Regions from separate parts of the Macaca mulatta genome. Here region 1 is linked to region 2. A link is a contact called in public Hi-C data. All regions are on one chromosome and are shown on one strand. The core of a region is the stretch at or near the end of the contact, and the rest is flanking DNA. Distances in the headings are between cores, read along the strand shown. Region 1 has its middle 480 kb from the start of KCNAB2. Region 2 has its middle 250 kb from the start of KCNAB2.

Region 1 (4,223 bases), core at 1,485-3,984, 230 kb after region 2:
TCAAAATTTAGTGTCTCCTGACATAGTTGGATGACACACATGAACCACAGCCTCAGACTTCTGTATCCATTTGTGTGTGTGTGTGTGAGTGTGTGTGTGTGTGTTGTGGGGGAGAGGGGAGGCTGTGTGTAATCCAGCTATGTGAGGAGGCATTGCCAAAGGGCGACCTCCTTGAGGGAGGAGAAGACGGCCCTCCCCTTCTCAGCCTCCTTCTCCCCTGCCTGCTCTGCTGAGCCCTTTACAACGCTATGGGTGACAAGGAATCTTTGATGATCCAAAATTGCTTAATGACCGTCCATCATGAACCTGGCTTGTCATATCACCAGCTTGGCTGTGATCACCTATTTCAGGGCGGGGGCCTGGTACATTAGCAAAATCTCATAGACTCTTGTCCCTGATTGGTTCATCTCAGCTGCCACTCTGATGACCTTAACATGGTGTTTTTCATCTGGCTACGCATTGGAGATGCATGGAGAGCTTTAAAACCATGACACCCAGTCCCACCCCGAGACCCTGATAACTATGGCTTATGGAGGGGGCCAGGCAGCATCTCTTGGGGTGATTCTAATGGGAACCAGGTGGAGGATGCTGGCTCCTGGATTTTAACTACCGTGGACCACAGCGTCAGGCTTCTGTATCCATTCGTGTGTGTGTGTGTGTGTGTGTGTGTGTGTGTGTGTGTTGTGGGGGAGAGGGGAGGCCGTGTGTAATCCAACTATGTGAGGAGACATTAAATAATTTTTTATAATCTGTGTTTGTAAAACGAACATTAATCTAGATCTTTTGAAGAAACAAATGCAGTGCTTTGTTATAAAACAACCACTATTATATGTAAACAAACAAAATTTAATCCACTAGAGTTTACAAAACCAGTTTGCTTTTGCAGAGTAACTTATATACCAAAGATCAGACAAGATAGTGAGCATTTCCCAGCCTCACATTACTTGTCAAGTACTAAGGCACCTGCAATCACCATCTTTAATCCCTGCAACAACCCTATGGTGTGAGAGGTTTTAATACCTTCCACTTTACAGTTTGGGGGACTGAGGTCTGGAGAGGTTGCTAAGCTCACACAGCTAGTAAATGGCCCAGCCATGAAACCACTCAGGTGAGAGAAGGGAGGTGGCTTGAGGGGAAAGACAGGCTTCTGTTTTTGAGTGAGTAGGCATCTTTTCAGCTGTTCTCTGTCTTCCCGAAAGTGTAACCCAGTCCCACACCCGTGGTGGGGGTGGGCTTCTGTCTGGTCCAGGAATTTGCCAGAGGTTAGATGGGTGTTTGCAGACTGGGAGATACACAGAGGAAACTCTCACAGCCACAGGGAGGGGGTCCTGGGAGAGGAGCCTCTGTGGCTGGGAACCCCCATCTGCCATGCTCTAATCTGGAATAATGCAATTGTAAATCCACTTATGTGACATCTGTTTAGTCATGATCGTCCATCATGAACCTGACTTGTCATATCACCAGCTTGGCTGTGATCGCCTATTTCAGGGCGGGGGCCCTGGTACATTAGCAAAATCTCATAGAATCTTGTCCCTGATTGGTTCATCTCAGCTGCCGCTCTGATGACCTTAACATGGCAATAGGGAGCAGACAGGTCAATTCAGAGTTTGTAGGAAGGGCACGGTCTTGGTTCAGGAAGAGCTTCTATGGATGTGAAGACACAAAGGAGCAGAGGCCAGCATCCAGGGCACAGCCAGCAGACCGAGGCCAGCAACCGGGCTAAAGATACACGACTGAGAGCCAAAGGATCCAGGGCTCCAGGAACACAAGCTGGGGTGTGTAGCCACTCTTGAGGGTGAGCTGCCATGAGATGCCTGGTGGGCCAGTGGCCACCCCAAAGGTGCAGGGTGTGCCCATTGGGCCATCAAAAGGATCAAATAGAATTGTCATAGAACCAATTAGAGGGCCAAGGAGGCTCTGTTGAGACATCCTCTTCGGAGACATCAAGTTGGTCATGCAAAGCACAGGTTAGCTGATGTAACAAGTTGAAGTCTTGTGCTGTGGTCTGAGTACTGGTTCCCCAAAGCTCATGTTGAAATTTGATCTCCACTGTTGGAGATGAGACCCGGTGGGAGGTGTTTGGGTCTTGGGAGCGGATCCCTCATGAAGGTTTTGGTGTCCTCCTCAAGATAATGAGTGAGTTCTCCCTCTATTAGTTCCCATGAGAGCTGGTTGTTAGAAAGAGCCAGGCACTTCCCCTGTCTCTCTTGCGTCTTCTCTCCCCTTGTGGCCTTTGCACACCCGGCTCCATTTTACCTTCCTCCATGAGTGGAAGCAACCTGAGGCTCTCACCAGATGCACAATCTTGCCACCAGCAGAATCGTAAGCCAAATACACTTTATTTTTTAAAAATAAATTACTCAGCCTCAGGTATTCCTTTATAGAACTACAAACGGACTAAGACATCGTGCTTGGTGCAGGAGTGGTCCAGGAGGTTTTTAACTCCAGGAAGGGACTCAGGGCAGGCTCTGGGCTTTGGACGTAAGCTCAGTGCTTACTTTGTCGTTGACAAACAGTTAAGTCTATTTCAGAAACAGATATAACTTGTACCTGTGGTTTTACTAATCTCTTTATAATAGACAATATTTATAGTAATGACATGAATAATGCATATCGTTATTTTAATCAAAAGTTACACTGTTACGGAAAAAGCACACGAGACCGGAGCAGGCGCTGAAATCCGGCTTTCTGAGCCCAGCCTCCTGCAAGATCCGCCTGGGGGCCTGGCAGCGCTGCCGCCTCGCTGCGCCCCCGGTGGCCATTAGTGGAATTGCCGGCACTACACCTGATAGGCAACAGCTCCACAGAACTGCACTGAGATCCTTTATAGTCATCGAGCGTTTGTGTGACTTTGCTATCTCTCCTCTAGCTTTTAAACCCAGATACTCTTTCTTACTCGCTGCACTCACTCATTCTTTCATTCAACAACTATGGATGGGTTTCGTGCTTCAGGGTCTTGGTGATGGAACTCTGTTGGTGAAACAGACAAGGGCTCTGCTCCATGGACCGTACATTCCAGGGACCATAAAGGGAAGAGAGAAGGCTTGTCCAAGCAGTCCAGGCTTGACCTTGGACCAGCCAGAGGTCCAAGCAGTGAGAGGACAACAGCAGGAGGGACAGAAGTGCAAAGGAGGACTGAGAGGAGAGGAGTTCCTGTTTAAATTTACCCACAGAGGGAAGTCATTGATGGCTTTAAGCCCAGTTGTGACATGACACTCATTGCTTTGAGAATTCTACATGGCCTGCTCTGCAGAGAATGGATGGTAGAGGGGGAGGTGAAAGAGGGAGTTCTGATAGGAGGCTGCAGCAGGTGGCTTTGGGCTAGGATGGCCACAGTGATGGAGAGGGAGAGGTGGATGGAGAGAAAACCTAGATGTGGAATGGCAGGTGCAGGATTGGATGGGGGAAGGCTAGGGGAGAAGCAGACTGGCTGCACAGGTGCTTGGAGGAGTCAGGGAGACTGGGAGGGGCTGGGGGAGGGTATGTCCCTTATGTTCTAAACACAAAGCCTGCCGGGTTTTTGGTTGATGTTTGGAAAAGAGAAGCGTCAGGCCTAAAAGGAGTGGCTGCTTTCTTGTGGTGTGTAAACAGAAGCTTCTTAAGGGGATTGAAATGTTGGAGGGGTTGGCATGCTGTCTGTTGGACAAAAAGTTTGCTCAGGATCTTGAAGCTGTGACCCTTGGGTGCTGCGAGGACAGTCAGGTGACTGGGGCCTGCAGGTAGACTGCTCACCGTTGCATGCCCCTTATGGCCACCATGGAGCTACAGACACAGGGTCCCCCTCCAACAGCCTCCGGATGGCATGGGCTGCATTGGTCAGTGGCTGAGGCCTGAAGCTGCCTTTGGTGAGCTGAAGTGGGCTTGGTGTACCATTCCCTGCACTGGGGCCCGAGTGAAGACCTTACTTCCTTGGCCTCATCCCCAGGTCCACACCCTGCACTTCATGGTCTCACGGCTCCAATATGGAAATGAACTGTGAGAAGAAGTGCCACAGGGATTCGAGGGACAAAGGGGGCAAGGCCACCCCAAGCAGGTGGGACCCTTCCTAGCAGGGGCCAGCCCCCAACCATCTTGCACCTCCAGCCGATCAGCAGGAGTTTTCACAGAGGGAGCCAGATATCAGAAGAGCAGAGTGCTTGGAGCGGCCGGCACCTGACAGCCCAGGACAGCTTCAGCCTCGTCCCTGCACCTTGCAGGGACCCAGAGCCCACCTGGATCCTGAC
Region 2 (3,713 bases), core at 795-3,294:
GAGAAGGGGCAGAGGGAGCCCTTGGTCCCCACCCAATTCCCTGGGTCACTAAGTGCTGCTTCCTAAAGGCAGGCCTGTGGCAGGGACAGCCCTGGCTCCTCACATCTGGGTAAGGGAGCGGCCATCTCAGATGTCTCTGGGCTCCCCAGAGTTCCCTGCTGATGTTACTCCATGTGGTCTTGGAACCCAGTGGAAGATCATGGCCCACGGCTTCCTCCAACAGGGATCTGGCCCCACACTGGAACTACTCAGCCCCAGCGGCAGGTGGGCAGCGTGGTCCTGCTGAGTCCTGCGCAGATCCACCCGAGCTTCTCTGCTGGCTCAGGTCTGGGTCTGGGCTGCAGCTCAGGCAGGCAAAGGAGCAAAGCCGGCTGCGGCACCTGGTGCGCTCCTGACCGACAGCTTGGCAGGTGCAGCCCTCACCCTGCCTCTGCGCTCTGACTTTCCGGGTAAGGCGGGTCACACTGCACACCGCTGCCCTCGCCGTTTCAACTGTAAGTCCCCTGATTTGGAATAACAGTGACTTGCATATTTGAGGAGCTCAAGAGGGGGAAGTTTAATAAGATGCCAACTGAGTAAATGCCAGTTGCTTCAAAAAAAGCAATTTAAATTGTTCAGTGGATACACGTTTGGGAAGCCTACGAAGCCTGGGAAGCCCGCCTGCTGCCGCCATCGTGCTGGGCTCTTCTCGGTGCCTGTCTGATGGCTGCTGTCAGTGGCTGCAGGCTGTTTGCTTCCAGAAATCACGCAACAGACAAAACTGGAGGTCCCTGCACTTGGTGCGATGTTGGCTCCCCGGGAGCTGCGCTCAGAAAGCACCAGCACTGACATCATGATTGAGACCAGGGCTCAGGGTCCAGGGTCCAGGTGCTGCCATCAGTGGCTCAGGGGCTATGGATGGGATGGCAGAGCCATTCCAAGTCTAGGGCCTGGCCAGGGACCCAGGGCCAGGTCAGCGTCCTTTGTCTGCAGTGCCGATTGGCTGGGCTCTGGGCAGACAGGACTCAGCCACTTGCTTGTGGATGGTGGCAGGACTGTTGTGGCCAGAGGATCCCTGGTGCTAACTGGCCTCCCCTGTCAGCTGCTCCCTCAGCAGAAAAGGGAGCAACTACAGGGCAGCCTTTCTTGGAGCCCGGCTCTTCCCTTCTGAACGCCTGCAAAAGGTGCTGGGTGCTGGCCACGCTGCCCTGCCCACCTGGCTCTGGCACCCTCAGAATCCTTTGCAGGGGCTCTCCCAAGCATGGGGAGCTCCTGGACCAGCGCTCTCCTCCTTAGGGTCTGGGAGTTAAGTCCATGTTTTGGTGCCATGACCCATGGCTGCCACCAGAGGTCAGCAGGCCCACGGCGGGCTGCAGGGTGGACGCTGTGGCCAGAGCAGCAGCAGGGACGGGAGGTCTGAGGGGTGAAGCCGGCAGCAACCTGGACACAGGTGTTGGCTGGTGTCTTGGAGGTCACCTCTGGCCAGGCCCTCTGGCTGGCTGAGCTGTGGTCTTTAGCCACCAGGGGCATAGAGGGTGTCAGCTGCCTTGGAAAAGCTACAGGGGTCCCGGCAGCTGATTCTGGTGCCTCCTTGGGGACCCCAGGCAAAGCACAGTGCTCATGACCATCATGACCAGGGTGGCGTTTGGAGTCATTCCAAGCAGGCTTTAAATCCTGTGTGGCCTTGGGGCACTTCCTTTACCTCTCTGAGCCTCAGGTAACTTTCCATCTGTAAAATGGGAGAAATCATCAAAGGGCTGTTGGAAAGATCCAACAAAATAACGCATGCAAAGAACTCAGCACAGGCTGGCGTGACGCAGTCACGCAATAAACCATACGATTGTCATTCCTGTCATCAATAGAGTTTTCAGGGGGATCGTCCTTTCTGTCGTCGTCTTCTCCAGGATGCTCCTGCTGGCTTTTAATGTTTCTAATCTCCTGTTGATTATTCCTGGGGTTTCAGCCAAATAAGCACTGCCAATTAAAGCTCTTGCTGTAGCGCCGAGTGGGGTTGCCATGGCAATGGGAGCAAGGATTTCACTTCTTCCTTGGAATACACACACACATGTGTGAGTCTTTTTGTGGGTTTCTGCCCGTGTGTCTAGCTGTTACCAGAACTCCCTGCCGCGGAGCTAGAGGTGGCAGGTGGGAAGAGAGAGGGAGGAAAGTGGGACGTGGGGTGCGGTGTGGGGGCCCCTCCTCCTGCACGGAGCCCCCTTCAGCCTGGGAAGCCTTTGCCTGGGATGCTGCAGCCAGCGTTGCGAGGGAACGAATGTGGGTTTCCCCGTGCAAACTTGCTCTGCCCTTGCAATGGCCTCAGGGGCCCTGTCCAGCCTGGTTGGCAGGATGAGGCTGTGCTGGGTGACAGACGGCCCTGCCTGAGTCTTCAGAGCGTTACAGATGTGTGTGTGTCTGTGTGTTGTCCCTGTGTGTATTTGTGTATGTGTTTCTGTGTGTTCCTGTGTGTCTGTATCTCTTTTTCTGTGTATCTGTGTGTGTGTCTGTGCTTGTGTGTGTCTGTGTGTATTTCTGTGTGTGTCTCTGTGTGTGTGTGTGTGTGTATCTGTGTCTCTTTCTCAGTTTGTGTGTCTGTTCCTGTATGTGACTCTGTGTATGTCTCTTTGTGTGTACATGTGTGTGTCTCTGTACCTGTGACTCTGCGTGTGTGAGTGTGCGTGTGTGTTGGGGGGCTTGAGTTGGTCATTGAAGCTGAATCTCAGACAGGCTACAGGATTTTAAACTCAACTCAGGCCTGGGGTTAATTGAGGTCCAGGGAGGGGCTGAGCTGGAACCAGAGCAGGGGCTCACTCCGACCTCCGGCTTCTCTGAATTCCAGATGCAGTCAGCATCAGGCCTACCCCGTGTCAGCACTGGGAGCTCCTGGAACAAGAGCTAGCTCTTGCATGTGGGGATTGGCTGGAACTTTTTTCAGTTTAAAAGGGTCAAAGTAGCTTGAGTAAAATTAAATAAATACATGGAAGAAAGAAAGAGAGAAAGGAAGGAAGGGAGGGAGGGAGGAAAAAAGGAAGGGAGGGAGGAATAAAGAAAGAAAAAGAAAGAAAAAAAGAACACAGCCCCAGGCGCACATAGAGACGCTGCGCCGGGCCCAGTTACCCAGGGTCGAGGCCCAGCCAGCTTCACGCAGAGCTGGATCTGGCTCTGTGAGCGTGGCAGGCCTGACTTTCTCCAGCAAGTGTTTGGAGCCCTGTTGCTGGGGTGGAGCTGGATGTCTCATGTGAAGGGCAGAGCTTCTTGCTGGTAGCGTGGACACAGCAGATCTCATGGAAGGATGGGACCAGCCTTGCTGGAGTCCAGCACCCAGGCCTGGGCCACCCCGGGCCTGGGGACGGTGGTCTTTGGCTGGATCCAGGTCTCCTTTCCTCAGGGCTAGGGTGGGTAGTGAAAATGGATACACAGTGCCCAGGACCACATGGGCAGGGAGAGGGGGAGGCTGCCCCCAGGACCCTGCATCCACACCTGTGGGACGGGCTCGCCTTCGCTGCTAGGTGAGGAATGCCTCACTGAGGACAGAGCTTCATGTTCTGCACCCGTGATGTGCCCTGCAGTGTGCAGGGGCTGATGGAGGAGCCGTGGGCTAGGCTCTCTGTGAGCCTGTGATCTCACCACCCCGGCACCTCTGCACTGAGGGGAGGCAGCAAGAGAGGGGAGCTCATCTGAAGGAGTCAGTGCCAGCTTTGAGAAGCCTTAGCCCCTTTTAGACACCTGGAGGCTGG

What was found. Hi-C and Micro-C count contacts between places; a contact is called where the count stands out from the background.
Region 1: a contact with region 2 is called in a Hi-C map of fetal cortex germinal zone, with 3 times the contacts expected there. The contact joins two enhancer-like sites. A contact is called at or near these places in 4 of 14 Hi-C or Micro-C datasets (cortical neurons, fetal cortex germinal zone, fetal cortical plate and 1 more).

What each region holds. Positions count from the first base shown.
Region 1 is chr1:235,286,022-235,290,244 of T2T-MMU8v2.0, forward strand. No RefSeq gene overlaps it. Among named protein-coding and RNA genes, the nearest start is that of KCNAB2, 480 kb to the left of the region's middle. Within about 2 kb of position 2,735, at least 6 of the 40 cell types and tissues checked have an H3K27ac peak or open chromatin away from gene starts, as enhancers often do. A contact at or near this core is called in fetal cortex germinal zone and fetal cortical plate, where this site is marked.
Region 2 is chr1:235,053,472-235,057,184 of T2T-MMU8v2.0, forward strand. No RefSeq gene overlaps it. Among named protein-coding and RNA genes, the nearest start is that of KCNAB2, 250 kb to the left of the region's middle. Within about 2 kb of position 2,045, at least 10 of the 40 cell types and tissues checked have an H3K27ac peak or open chromatin away from gene starts, as enhancers often do. A contact at or near this core is called in fetal cortex germinal zone and fetal cortical plate, where this site is marked.